2 separate regions of the Bos taurus genome follow, and region 1 is linked to region 2. Evidence: chromatin contacts called from public Hi-C data. All regions are on one chromosome and are shown on one strand. The core of a region is the stretch at or near the end of the contact, and the rest is flanking DNA. Distances in the headings are between cores, read along the strand shown. Region 1 holds the start of PSMG4 (proteasome assembly chaperone 4). Region 2 holds the start of PRPF4B (pre-mRNA processing factor 4B).

Evidence for each region. Hi-C and Micro-C count contacts between places; a contact is called where the count stands out from the background.
Region 1: a Hi-C map of skeletal muscle shows a contact between it and region 2, with 5 times the contacts expected there. The contact joins the promoter of PSMG4 here to the promoter of PRPF4B in region 2. A contact is called at or near these places in 2 of 11 Hi-C or Micro-C datasets (skeletal muscle and skin fibroblasts).

The regions. Positions count from the first base shown.
Region 1 is chr23:50,462,956-50,468,508 of ARS-UCD2.0, forward strand. PSMG4 (proteasome assembly chaperone 4) reads right to left here and starts at 3,592. Exons shown (of 3, transcript XM_002697605.6): 1 at 3,353-3,592; 2 at 2,103-2,178. The coding sequence starts at 3,526.
Region 2 is chr23:50,109,904-50,115,527 of ARS-UCD2.0, forward strand. It overlaps PRPF4B (pre-mRNA processing factor 4B), which reads right to left and starts at 1,276. Exons shown (of 15, transcript NM_001435171.1): 1 at 1,109-1,276. The coding sequence starts at 1,149.

The DNA of each region.
Region 1 (5,553 bases), core at 2,342-4,841, 360 kb after region 2:
GTGAAAACCAAGCTCAGCTGTACCCCCAGGTCCTGAGGACTAAGCAGGCGGTACCAGCCTTCTCACCCGGTTGCACCCCAAGGGGGCAGGGGCAAAGGGCTCCTCCCTGCAGGCCACAGAGACAGGTGAGTCCCACCGTCAGAGACAAACAGTGGGCGGAGGGGGAAGCTGGGCCCTTCCATCACAGCGGCTCCACGTTCAGTGGCAGAAAGTTCCTGTCCCCAGGGGCCGCTGACTCCCATCCCTTCACGAGCCAAGACCCAAGCCCACCTGCATCGTCCGTCCAGCAGCCCCTCTGCCCTCCAGGGCTGCATGGAGCAAGGGGTCCCCGTCCACGGGAAGCCCCCAGGGCCCCCAGGTCACTCATCTCTCCCACATGAGACAGTCTCGGGACACCGGTCTCTTCAGCACTGTCCAGACGGCCAACAACGGTTAATAACACCTTCCGCTGCGGGGTCCTGACCCCAGCTCCAGAGGACGACGGAGCAGGGCGTCACAGGCCGGCCGGCCGCGACCTCAGCAGGCACGTCACCCGCCCCGGGGGGCGCTGGCATCTCACCACGCGCGCCCGACCCTGCTGGGCGGTGGGCTGGCATCTCACCACGCATGCCTGTCCCTGCTGGGCACTGGCCAACAGCTGCCAGGCTTGTGGATATCAGTAGGTAGGAGCCCCCATCACATCTGACTTAAGTTACAGGGAATGTCTGTATTCAGTTTCAGATCACGCTGTTTGTAAACTGATGTAAACCACGTGAAAGAAAAATGCTAATTTAAAAAAGCCCCAACATTTGCACAAAATGCAAAAAAAAAATTAAAAGAGCCCCAGGTTTTGCTCACAGACTGCTTCCAGGCCTCACCCTGAGGACACTGCGAGCCAGCCTCGCTTCACTGAAGAGCCAGCTCATTTGTGTCTCCTCAAACGCGCTCCCGCCGCCTCCTCTCCCGGACTCTGTCCACACTCGGGGACCCCCCAGTCCCAGCTCCACACACCAGCAGGCTCCCGCCCTCCTCCCCCAGGCCTGGCACACGGGGGTCTGCCTGCTGAGGCGGGTGGTGTTACCCGGAAACGCAGGCAAACACACAGTGAAGCAAAAGGGCGTCAGGCTTCCAACCTATTTTCACTAAAAACTAGCAACTGGCAAAGGCAGAGAAGGAACGGCAGCACCTGGGAACCCAGATGAAGGCTAAACAGGAAGCCTTCCTATTTCTCCTGTTGGTTTTCTGTTGACTCAAAATTGCTTCCTGTTAAGAGGTCACCAAGATAACTTACTACTCAGGTTCCTATACCTTCAGACTAAAGCACAAGTGTGGTGGATGCTCCTGAGACGCGGCCGCTGGCCCCGTGGTCTCCACCCCGCCTGGTGCGGCCTGTGGGCGCCGTGACAACCCCGCCCCTAGAAAGCCGGCCATGCCCGAGCTCCGTGTGACTATGGGGTGTCCCAGAGCGACCACCACAGACATGCCCACTCCCCAGGGACCAGACTGACAGATCTGTGAACACAACCACAGCGCCTCAAAACCATGGCAGGGGCCCCATCGCCGCACCCCGGCCAGGACACCAGGCTCCGCACGTGGCCGGGACACTCAGGCAGATGGGGGCGAGGCTGCTCTGCCCATCGAGGTCCCCAGGCACCGGGGACCACTGGGCACGGGCATCCTCACCTGGACCAGCGAGGTTATCTGTGGAAGTGTGCTCAGGGTGCAGTGGAGGCTGGAGCCCCCAACCTCACCAGGCCCTCTCCCCTCGAGCTCTGAGCAGCATCACGTGCAATGAAGGGCAGGCCATGGACGCTACCTGGAGCTGCTGCCACTGGGCACCGTGGGCGTCACTCACCCTCGCCTCCCACGAGGACGAAGAGCAAAATCACCTGTCACTCATCAGCTTGGAGGCAACCAAGGGCATCAGAGCCGGTGGGGAGCAGGCCCCTGGAGGTGCTGGTATCACCTCCTGAGACCCATGCGCAAGGCCTGGGCTTCCAGCAGCAACCAGGGGGTTCACCTCCCAGACGGAGACCCTTCCTCCTACGCTGACTCACCTCCCCGCTCCACTGAACAGCGAGGTCCCCACCTGAGCACTCCGGCAGCTGAGCTGCGGAACCTACCTAAGCGCTGGGCGAGACCGGTGGACATGGTGTCAGACGTGTCCCCGAGGAGGGCGGTGGACAGGGGGATGGAGTCCTGCAAGGAAAAGAGAGAGCGGTACTGGTTCCTCTGCGAGGTCCAGCCCTCCTGGATCACCTGGGCCCCCCTTCCTGCCGCAGGCCAGCCTCCCCCTGCGGTGGGCCTGTGTCGCCCCAGTTCTGCAGCCTCTCCCAGCAGCAGACAGGCCTGACGGTGAAGGGCTGGAGCAGCCCAGAGGGGCAAGTGGGTGCAAAGTCAGAGGGCTGGGGACACCGCAGCCGTGATGGGGCCTGGGGTCCATACAGGCTCTGAACTCTTGGGGGTCTGAGTGGAGGGATGACAACGCTGAAGCTGTCAGTGCCAGACTAAGCCACGTGCTGCAAGAGCAATGTCCAGGTCCTAGCGTTCTGACCCCAGCACCTGTGAAGGTGACTTTATTTGTAAACAGGGTCTCTGCAGATGTAGTTAAGATGGAAGCAAGGGGAGGCGGACTCTTCCTCTAACAGGACTGGTGTCTTCGGAAGAAAGGGAGAGACTAAGATGCACAGAGGCGGCCTGGGACACTGGAGCAGGACTGGGGTGACGAGGCTGCCAGACTAGGGGCCCCAAGGTGTGAGCAGCACCGCAAGCCCAGAGACCGGAGGAAGCAGCCCGCTGACACCTCAATTCCGCCCTCTCTGCTGTTCTCAGCCCCCCGGTCTGCGGCCTTGGGTTACAGCAGCTCTGACACACGATGGCAAACGGGACCTCGGAAGGCAAAGGGAACCTCGGAGGGCAGCGACGGCGCGGGGCCCAGGTGACAGGTGAAGGAGGTGAGAAGTGGCTGGATTCTGCGTCCCTGCGTCTCCAGGGACGGCCCTGGAGGAGCGGCCTGGGGTCTGGAGCACCCAGTGGGACACCAGTTACACCTCGATGGGACAGCGGAGGGAAAGGGCGGGAGAGAGATCCGTGCGGGAGACTAAGCAAACGCGGTCAGCGAGGAACCGGCAGAAAACCAGGGGGACACGCCACCCCCGGCCCAGGGAGGGTGAGAGCGGACAGTAGAGGTCCCACGGGGACCCCGACACTCCACCCAGAGACGTGGGGGGGGGGGCGGGAACCAGCCGTGCGGCGGGACAGAGCCCCGCGGTGGGCTGAGCAGCCCGTGTCCGACCCCGGCCCCGCCCCCTCCGGGACCCCGGGGCCCCCCCGTTCCTCCATCCCCCCCCTCCCCGCCCCCCGCCGCACTCACGTAGCGCGTGCACATGGCCACGGCGAGGTTGCGCAGGTGCGGCGTGGCCCCCACCCAGAGGAAGAGCGAGTCCGTCAGCCGCATCACGTGGAAGTGGACGAGCTGCTCCCAAAGCCGCGCGCTGAAGTTGTGCAGGGACACGTCCCCGCCCCCGGCAGCCGCCGGCCGCTCCATCAGCCCGGAGCCCGGCCGCGCCAGTCCTCCCGCCGCCACCAGACGCGAGCAGGAAAGCGCCGAAAGGCCGAGTGGGCGGGGCCTTCCGGGAAGGCGGGGCCTGGATGGGAAGTTGAGGGGCGGGCCCGGGAGTGGGCGGGGCGGGCCCGAGAGTGGGCGGGGCGGGCCCGGGAGTGGGCGGGGCGGGCCCGGGAGTGGGCGGGGCGGGCCGGCGTCTCAATTGGGCGCAGTGTAGGCTCGCAGGAGCATCTTTTCGGGTGTAGACGCGTGATCCCCCGCTGTTTAGTAGGTGCCACGAGCGCTCAGCGCAGCCGCCTGTGTCCCGCGAGCTGGGTTACACTTTCTAAAACCCTCCTTCTGCCAGCAGCCCCGTAACTGCAGGAGGCCCATGAAAATGGCAGCGATGTTGGAGGAGCTCTCAGAAGGAGAGCTGCGTGGACTGAGTTAGGGTCGTGGGCTGGCGCGCCTTTAGTCCGAGACCCCAGAGCTGATCCCTGTACAAGCATGGGCCTCGGCTAACGGTTCAGCCCGAGACTCAGTCTCCCCGTCTGCCTCAGAGAAGGGGACGGGGGCCACTGTCAGCCCTGCTGGAGAGCTTGACTTGAGTCACTCTGGGACCCTCAGAGTTGACACAGGGACCCTGCAGTGTGTTGAGAGAGAGTCTTTGTAGTAAAAAGAACACAGTGCCCATTCTTGTCAGATTCTGTTGGAACTAACTTGGGTTTAAGGACAGAGCTATCAGTTCTGCCTTTTAAATCTCTAATAGGTCTAAATTAAACTGACAGTTAAGAAGGTAAGTTTTGTTAAGAAGTTTGCTCTGTTTGCTAATGATTCAATTTATAATTTTCAGGTCAATATTATAATAGATTAACAGCTTTATTAAATAAACTACAGTAACTGCACTGATCAAAGTATACAAACTGAAGCTGTAACACGTGTAACTCATAAAATCATCACCACAATCAAGAGGATACATGCCCATCACCCCCAGAGGCTTCCCCAAGCCCTGGGAGCCCTTCCTGACCCCCACCCGAGACACTGTGCCGCACTCAGTCACAGAGTAGTTTGCATTTTCTAGAGTTTTATGTAAATGGAACGTACGGTGTGTACAATTGTTTGTCTGGCTTTTCTCTCCTCACAGTTGTTTTGAGATTCACGCAGGTTGTTGCGTGAGTCAGTCGCTCCTTCCTTCGTGTTGATGATCAGGGTTCGCTGGCGGGGCATATCGCTGTGTAAATAGCCCTCATGCGGTGGTGTCCACTTGGGCAGTTTTCAATTTGGGGATATTGCAGTCAAGCTGCTGCAAACACATGTGAACAAGTCAGTCTCTGTATGAACATGTGCTTTCATTTCTCGCAGTTAAAGACCTGGAGCAGAATGGTTGCACCACGTGTAACTTCTCAAGAACCCGACAGGCTGTTTCCACAGTGACTGTACCACCGTACGTTCCCAGTCTGTTTCATTTAGCCATCCTAAGGAGTATCTCAATGTAATTTTAATTTGCATTTCCTTAATTATTAATGAGCTTCAATTTATACTTTACATCATACACAAAGTGAAGTCGGACACGCCTGAGTGACTTCACTTTCACTTTTCACTTTCATGCATTGGAGAAGGAAATGGCAACCCACTCCAGTGTTCTTGCCTGGAGAATCCCAGGGACGGGGCAGCCTGGTGGGTTGCTATCTGTCGGGTCGCACAGAGTCGGACACGACTGAAGCGACTTAGCAGCAGCAGCAGCAAAGTGAAGTCAAAATGGTTCAGAGACATAAATGGGAAACCCAAAAACTGTCAGACTTGCAGAAGACATAGGAGAAAGCCTGTGACCTTTAATCAGACCAAGATTTCACAACAAAATACCAAAAGTGTGATCCGTGAAAAAATAAATCAATAAACTGGACTGCCACAGCAGGTGACGTCACCCCCACGTTAACTCCTAATACCCTCTTAATGCCTTGTCCCCTTAGAAGACAAACGCCATTTTCAAATCAAGAGTTTCTCTCTCTAAAGAATCCTGAAGAGCTGTC
Region 2 (5,624 bases), core at 26-2,525:
ATCTCCCGGTAACTCTCTGCCTAGCAAAGCAAATCCCCACGCAGTCCGGCACTGGATGCACAGCGCTGAAGCGATGAGCCGGCCGGGGAGGTGCAAAGATTTCTCCTCTGGTCAGTCCAAAGTTGCCGGGAGACTATCTCTACCTTCTTCTCAAAACAGCTGGAAACAAATCAGATAATGAGGATGCAAGCAAAAAAAAAAAAAAGGCGCTACAAGAATACTGTCTTAAAATCCATTTTCTGTTCTAGGTTCCTGAGCTTTCCCAGCAAACACACGGAAAACACAACACACTGCTCTCAGTAAGGGAAGGGTTACCCTAGCAGAGTACGCGAGGATGCGTCCACTCGGCCGCATCGATGCTTACGTTAGCTTGACTACAGACACGAACCGCTCGGGTTTGCAAGGAGCTGACCGTTCCCACTCTTTATTCCACTGGGGCTCCCAGAGAAGCGCTGTAAACTCGGGCCAAAAACCCTAGGTCTCAGAACCGAGAACTTGGTCTTACTTTGCCTCGAGTTTGCGAGCTGGCACACCAGCTGCGCTAGGCAGAGGAGGAGAAAACACCGAGGGGACGCTGGGGCCGAGAGCACCGGGCGGGAAGGAGGGAGCGCCCGCCGGCCGCCAACCGCGGCGCCGGGCGGTGAAGGAGGGCGCGCCCGGCGCCCCTCTGCTCCCGGCCCCCAGCCCCGAAGGCTGACACCGGCGGCGGCGCGGGAGCCGCCTGCGGAAAAGAGCGCTCGGGGATCGCCGCCGCGCGGGCCGCGCCGCCCGGGCTGCTCCGGAAGACCCGCTCGTCGCCTCAGAGGCGGGCAGGCGCGCCCGCGCCGCGGCCTCGCGCTCGGGACCCGTAGAGGCCGCTCGCGCCCTCGCCTCCCGGGGCAACGCCGCCGCGGGCCCCGGCCGCCCTCGACCCGACAGCAAGGGCCTCCGGGCGGGCGGAGCGCCGAGGCCGCCCTCCCGCGCCCCCAAGGTGCCGCGCGGGAGGCAAAGTTTGGCCGCGACCGCTGGGCCGCGAACTTTCCCGCCCGCTCGCCCGCCCGGGCGGCGCTCGGCCCGTCCCCTCTCGGCCGGCCCCCAGCGCAGGCCCTCCGCGCCCCGTATTACTTACTCCGGCTGTTCCCGCAGCGACGGCGCCTCCGCGGCGGCCATGTTGAACTTCCTGACTCCTCGGCAGCGGTGGCGGCGGCTCCGCGGACGGCGGAAGCCAGGGGAGGCGGAGGAAGAGAGAACAGGGCCGTCGCGCATGTGCCGATAGCGTCGGGACCCGTGGAGCTCAGCGTCGCTCGAAGAATCCGGATATACAAGTGCATCCGGGGACAGAGCGCACGACATGACGCACTTCCGGGGGGGGGCGGGACCGCGGCGGCCCCGGTCGGGGCTTTAAAGGTGCGCGCTGATTGGGTAAAAACCGTCGTCAAGTTCTAGGAACCTGGAGAGGGGATGGAAGGCAGAGGTGTCTGCGTCCTGGGCGCAGTTCCGAGAACTGATCTCATTGTGGTACCAGACTCGGGTGAAAATTTTCAAGCTGGGAAAACAAGACGATTTTGCTTTTTAAATGCCTTCTTATCCCTTAGATAACTCAATGTGAAGCGGTATTAAGAGAAAGTTTGTAGACAGGCATTTTGAGAATACTGCAAGCTAGGGCCGAACCTGGAACGTAGGGAACTACTAGTATTGGCACGTTCGTTTGAAACTTTTGGAACTTTGTTTCAGGTTTGGCTGAGTCCACAGGTCAGGAGTCCGTTACTCCTGTCCAGGTTCTCAGGACCTGTAAACTGAATTTTTAAGTAACATTTCTGGTCCAAATAACTTTGTGATTTTGTTTTTCTATAATAATGGAATCTACAGTAATGAGATGAAATGAAATACCGTATGTGAAAAGTTGCTGTCTCTTGGTTAAAAGTTACTGTCTCTAGCTGACTCATTTGAGAAGCCCCTGATGCTGGGAAAGATTGAAAGCGGGAGAAGAAGGGGACGACAGAGGATGAGATGGTTGGATGGCATCACCAACTCATGGACATGAGTTTGAGTAAACTCCGGGAGTTGGTGATGGACAGGGAGGCCTGGCGAGCTGCAGTCCATGGGGTCGCAAAGAGTCGGACAGGACTGAGGGACTGAACTGAAATGAACCGTCTCTTGGAGAGCTTTCAATAGCATGTAGGTTTTTACATTCTCTTTGTTTCTCTGAAGAGTATCTTTCTTCATACTTGAGCCTGAAAACAAGGTGATGATCACTTTTATTCTTATAATCAACTGAGTTTGGGTTTGATTTAGAAATCTGAGTTCAGAATAGCTGAGCTTCTTATATGTCTCTTGATTGTCAGAGGGGAAGAGTTACAAATATTCTTATAAAATAAGTCTCTAGTTGGCTGAATCCCAAATGTGTTAAAATATTTAGTTAAACATTTTCCCCTCATGGACTTTATTAATACGGAATACTAAATCCTTGGATGTTTATTGACTTCTGTGGGTTCTCCCATCCTCACCCCACACCCATTGCTGCATTTCTTTGAATGGTCCTTAACTGTTTTCTTCATGAAGGGTTTCTTTCATGGAAAATTCCATGGACAGAGGAGCCTGGTAAGCTACAGCCCATGGAATTGCAGAGTCTGACACGACTGAGCAACTTCACTTTCTTTCTTTGTTTCTCCTTAATTATCAAATTCAGGTATAATAACTTAGAAGGCTTCTTTCAAAGGAAATAGTTTTCAGAAAATGGTGTATATTTTCACCCATATATTTAATGATGTACTAGTAGTGTGTAGGTTGGAATTTCAGAATTATGTTAATTGTTCCTATCTCTAGATTCTCATCCAGATATATCTTTTTTAAAGGTATTATGTATACAGCAATACAGCAATCTTGTATTTACAGTTTATTATATTTCTGTCCCATGAAGGCAAGGCCGTGTGTCACTGTAAGAATAGCTCAGATATGTTATTAAAATAACACTAGTACATTATTTTTAAATAAGTAATTTTAAAGTGAAAATAAACGTGGTGTATGTAGTACAGACCTATTACAGACCTCTCCTTGGAAGTGAGTCCAAGCCTGTAAGAGAGCTCATCTTGGATATAAAGTAGAGTAATACACGTTAAGGCAAAAGAAGCCTAGTAAACACACTCAGAGGTAAGGGGACTGGACTGTGATGACTCAGTCCTGAGGTGCAGAGCCGTGGTCTGAACTGAAGCTTCTCCAAGCTGCACGCTTCCTTCTTCTTGTGCTGTTTCCCACAGAAAAGTTGTTTGTTTAGCATCTCTCCATAGTGCACCCATCCACACAGTTCTTTGGTTTTAATGCTTTTTGAATATAAGTAATGGAAAGAGTGAGGAGGGCATGGCAACCCACTCTAGTATTCTTGCCTGGAGAATCCCATAAACAGTAGCCTGACAGGCGACAGTCCATAGGGTCACAAGAGTTGGACATGGCTAACATGCATGCGATGGAAAGAGTACTAGATTGGCACCAGAAATTCCTTATTTTCTCTAGGTCCAGAAACTGTAGTCTCTTTCTTCTTGATGAGTGGAGCGCTTATACATGAGTCTGTTTCCTCAGCCTTAATGTGGTCTCCCTGGCCCCCGCCCCACTCTCCATTTCTTTGCAGCATCTTTAACGTGGAGATTAAATGAAGCATCCCGAATGTGGGGAAGGATAGGTGGGCAACAGAGGAACTAAGGTTCAGGTTTGAAGCCTGATTATGGCTGGCTCAAGTTGAGACTTGGACAAATCATTCAAGTTTTAAAAGAGAGCATAGTGAAAGTCAAGCTTTAGAAAATGATGCTGGCAAACACCTGCTTTAAAAATGTCTCACCAAATTCGCTCGCACGGTGCTACTTTCGGAGAGTGCACTGGGACAGGATTTGTCAAAGACTCACTCCAAGCTGTTTGTAGTTTTGGAAGAAGCGGTGCTCTCTGAAGGCGGAGTTAAAGCAAACGTCCGCTTATTTCTTTAATCATTCAGCAGACGTTTCCAAAGCAACAGACTTAAGCCCGACTTTTCATTTTCAAACCCGAAGCCCATCGTTGCAACCGCGCTGCTCTTTTTTTCTTGCGTTCGGAAACCTTTGCACCGGAAAGCTGCGGGGGCAGAGCTGCTAGGAAGGGCTGGCCCCGCCTACTGGAAGTCCATGGAGGCGTGGCCACCGTGGAGGGTGGGGCCTCGGCGGCGGGGCGGGGCCTCGGTAGCGAGGCAACGGCTTGGTTGCTCCGAGAGGTGTGGGATCTTCCCCAACCAGTGATTGAACCCCTGTCTCCTGCATTGGCAGGCGGATTCCTGTCCACGGCGCCACCAGGGAGGTTCCTAAAGTCTGTTTTTTAAAAAGCTCAGCTCTTGCCTGGAAAACCCCATGGACGGAGGAGCGTGGTAGGCTGCAGTCCATGAGATCCCGAAGAGTCGGACATGACTGAGCGACTTCACTTTCACTTTTCACTTTCATGCATTGGAGAAGGAAATGGCAACCCACTCCAGTGTTCTTGCCTGGAGAATCCCAGGGACGGCGGGGCGTGGTGGGCTGCCATCTATGGGGTCTCACAGAGTCGGACACGACTGAAGCGACTTAGCAGCAGCATCTCTTGTGAGGTAGACCTCTATGTTGTGAGTATATGAGGGGAGTGTTTTTGTAAACTGAGTGGAATCACAGATAACTAATGTCATTTCAGCAACGTTTTCCCACCACATTTATAATACATTGTTTGTAAAATTGTGTGCCTTGCAGTGAAAATTTAACACCCAATTGTATGTCAATCATCTCAATAAAATTGGAAAAAAACAAATTTAACGCCAGCTTTTAAAAATGCCTTTTTATGCATTTCTTTCTTTTTTTCTGTTTGTAGGTATGCACTGTTAAACTAATGAATTCGAATGTAAATTCCAGTACACATCCTGTGATCCTGACATTTAGCAGAGGAAAACGTAACTTCAATCCTTCTTTCCTTGGGGAAGACTTTGAAACTCAAATTGCACCCTTGGGAGAGATACTTTCCTTAGAGATAAGTGGGTACAATCTTTAACCAAATCACCAGCAGCACAAAGAACAGCCTCAGGAACCGCATTTTAATTTCCTGTTGAATGACAGGTGGTATTACAGTTTTGAACCAGAAATGAAAACCCACTCAGATGAAAACTTCCAAGTTTTAGAATGTAGATCAGTCAGAAACCAAAGGAAATTTGGAAACAATGCAACAGTGTGCCAAGCACCCCCCAGCCCCCAGCCCCAGGGGCCACAGCAACGCTCCTCAAGGAGGGAGAGATGAGCACACTAAAGAAGCCGGATGGTGCCTGTGAACTGGCCTTTCTCTCCTGTGGCTCCTGTCCTCTGTGCTAAAAGCAGGCAGGATAGACAGAGACCCGGAAGAACCCTCCCTAACTGTTCTATGCTTAATTTCTCCTGTACAACCTCAGAACCATGGGAGAATTCAGTGTCCAAAGTAGTTTCAAAATGAGAACTGAGAAAAGGAGGAAGAAATGACAATCGAGTTCACCTCTTAAAATGTAATGAAAGAAGCCTTCCATGTAGCCTATTTTTTTTTTTTAATATTTATTTACTTGGCTGCATTGGGTCTGAGTTGGGCCAGACCGGATCTTTCTGTGCAGCTCACAGACTCTCTAGTTGCATCGTGCCAGC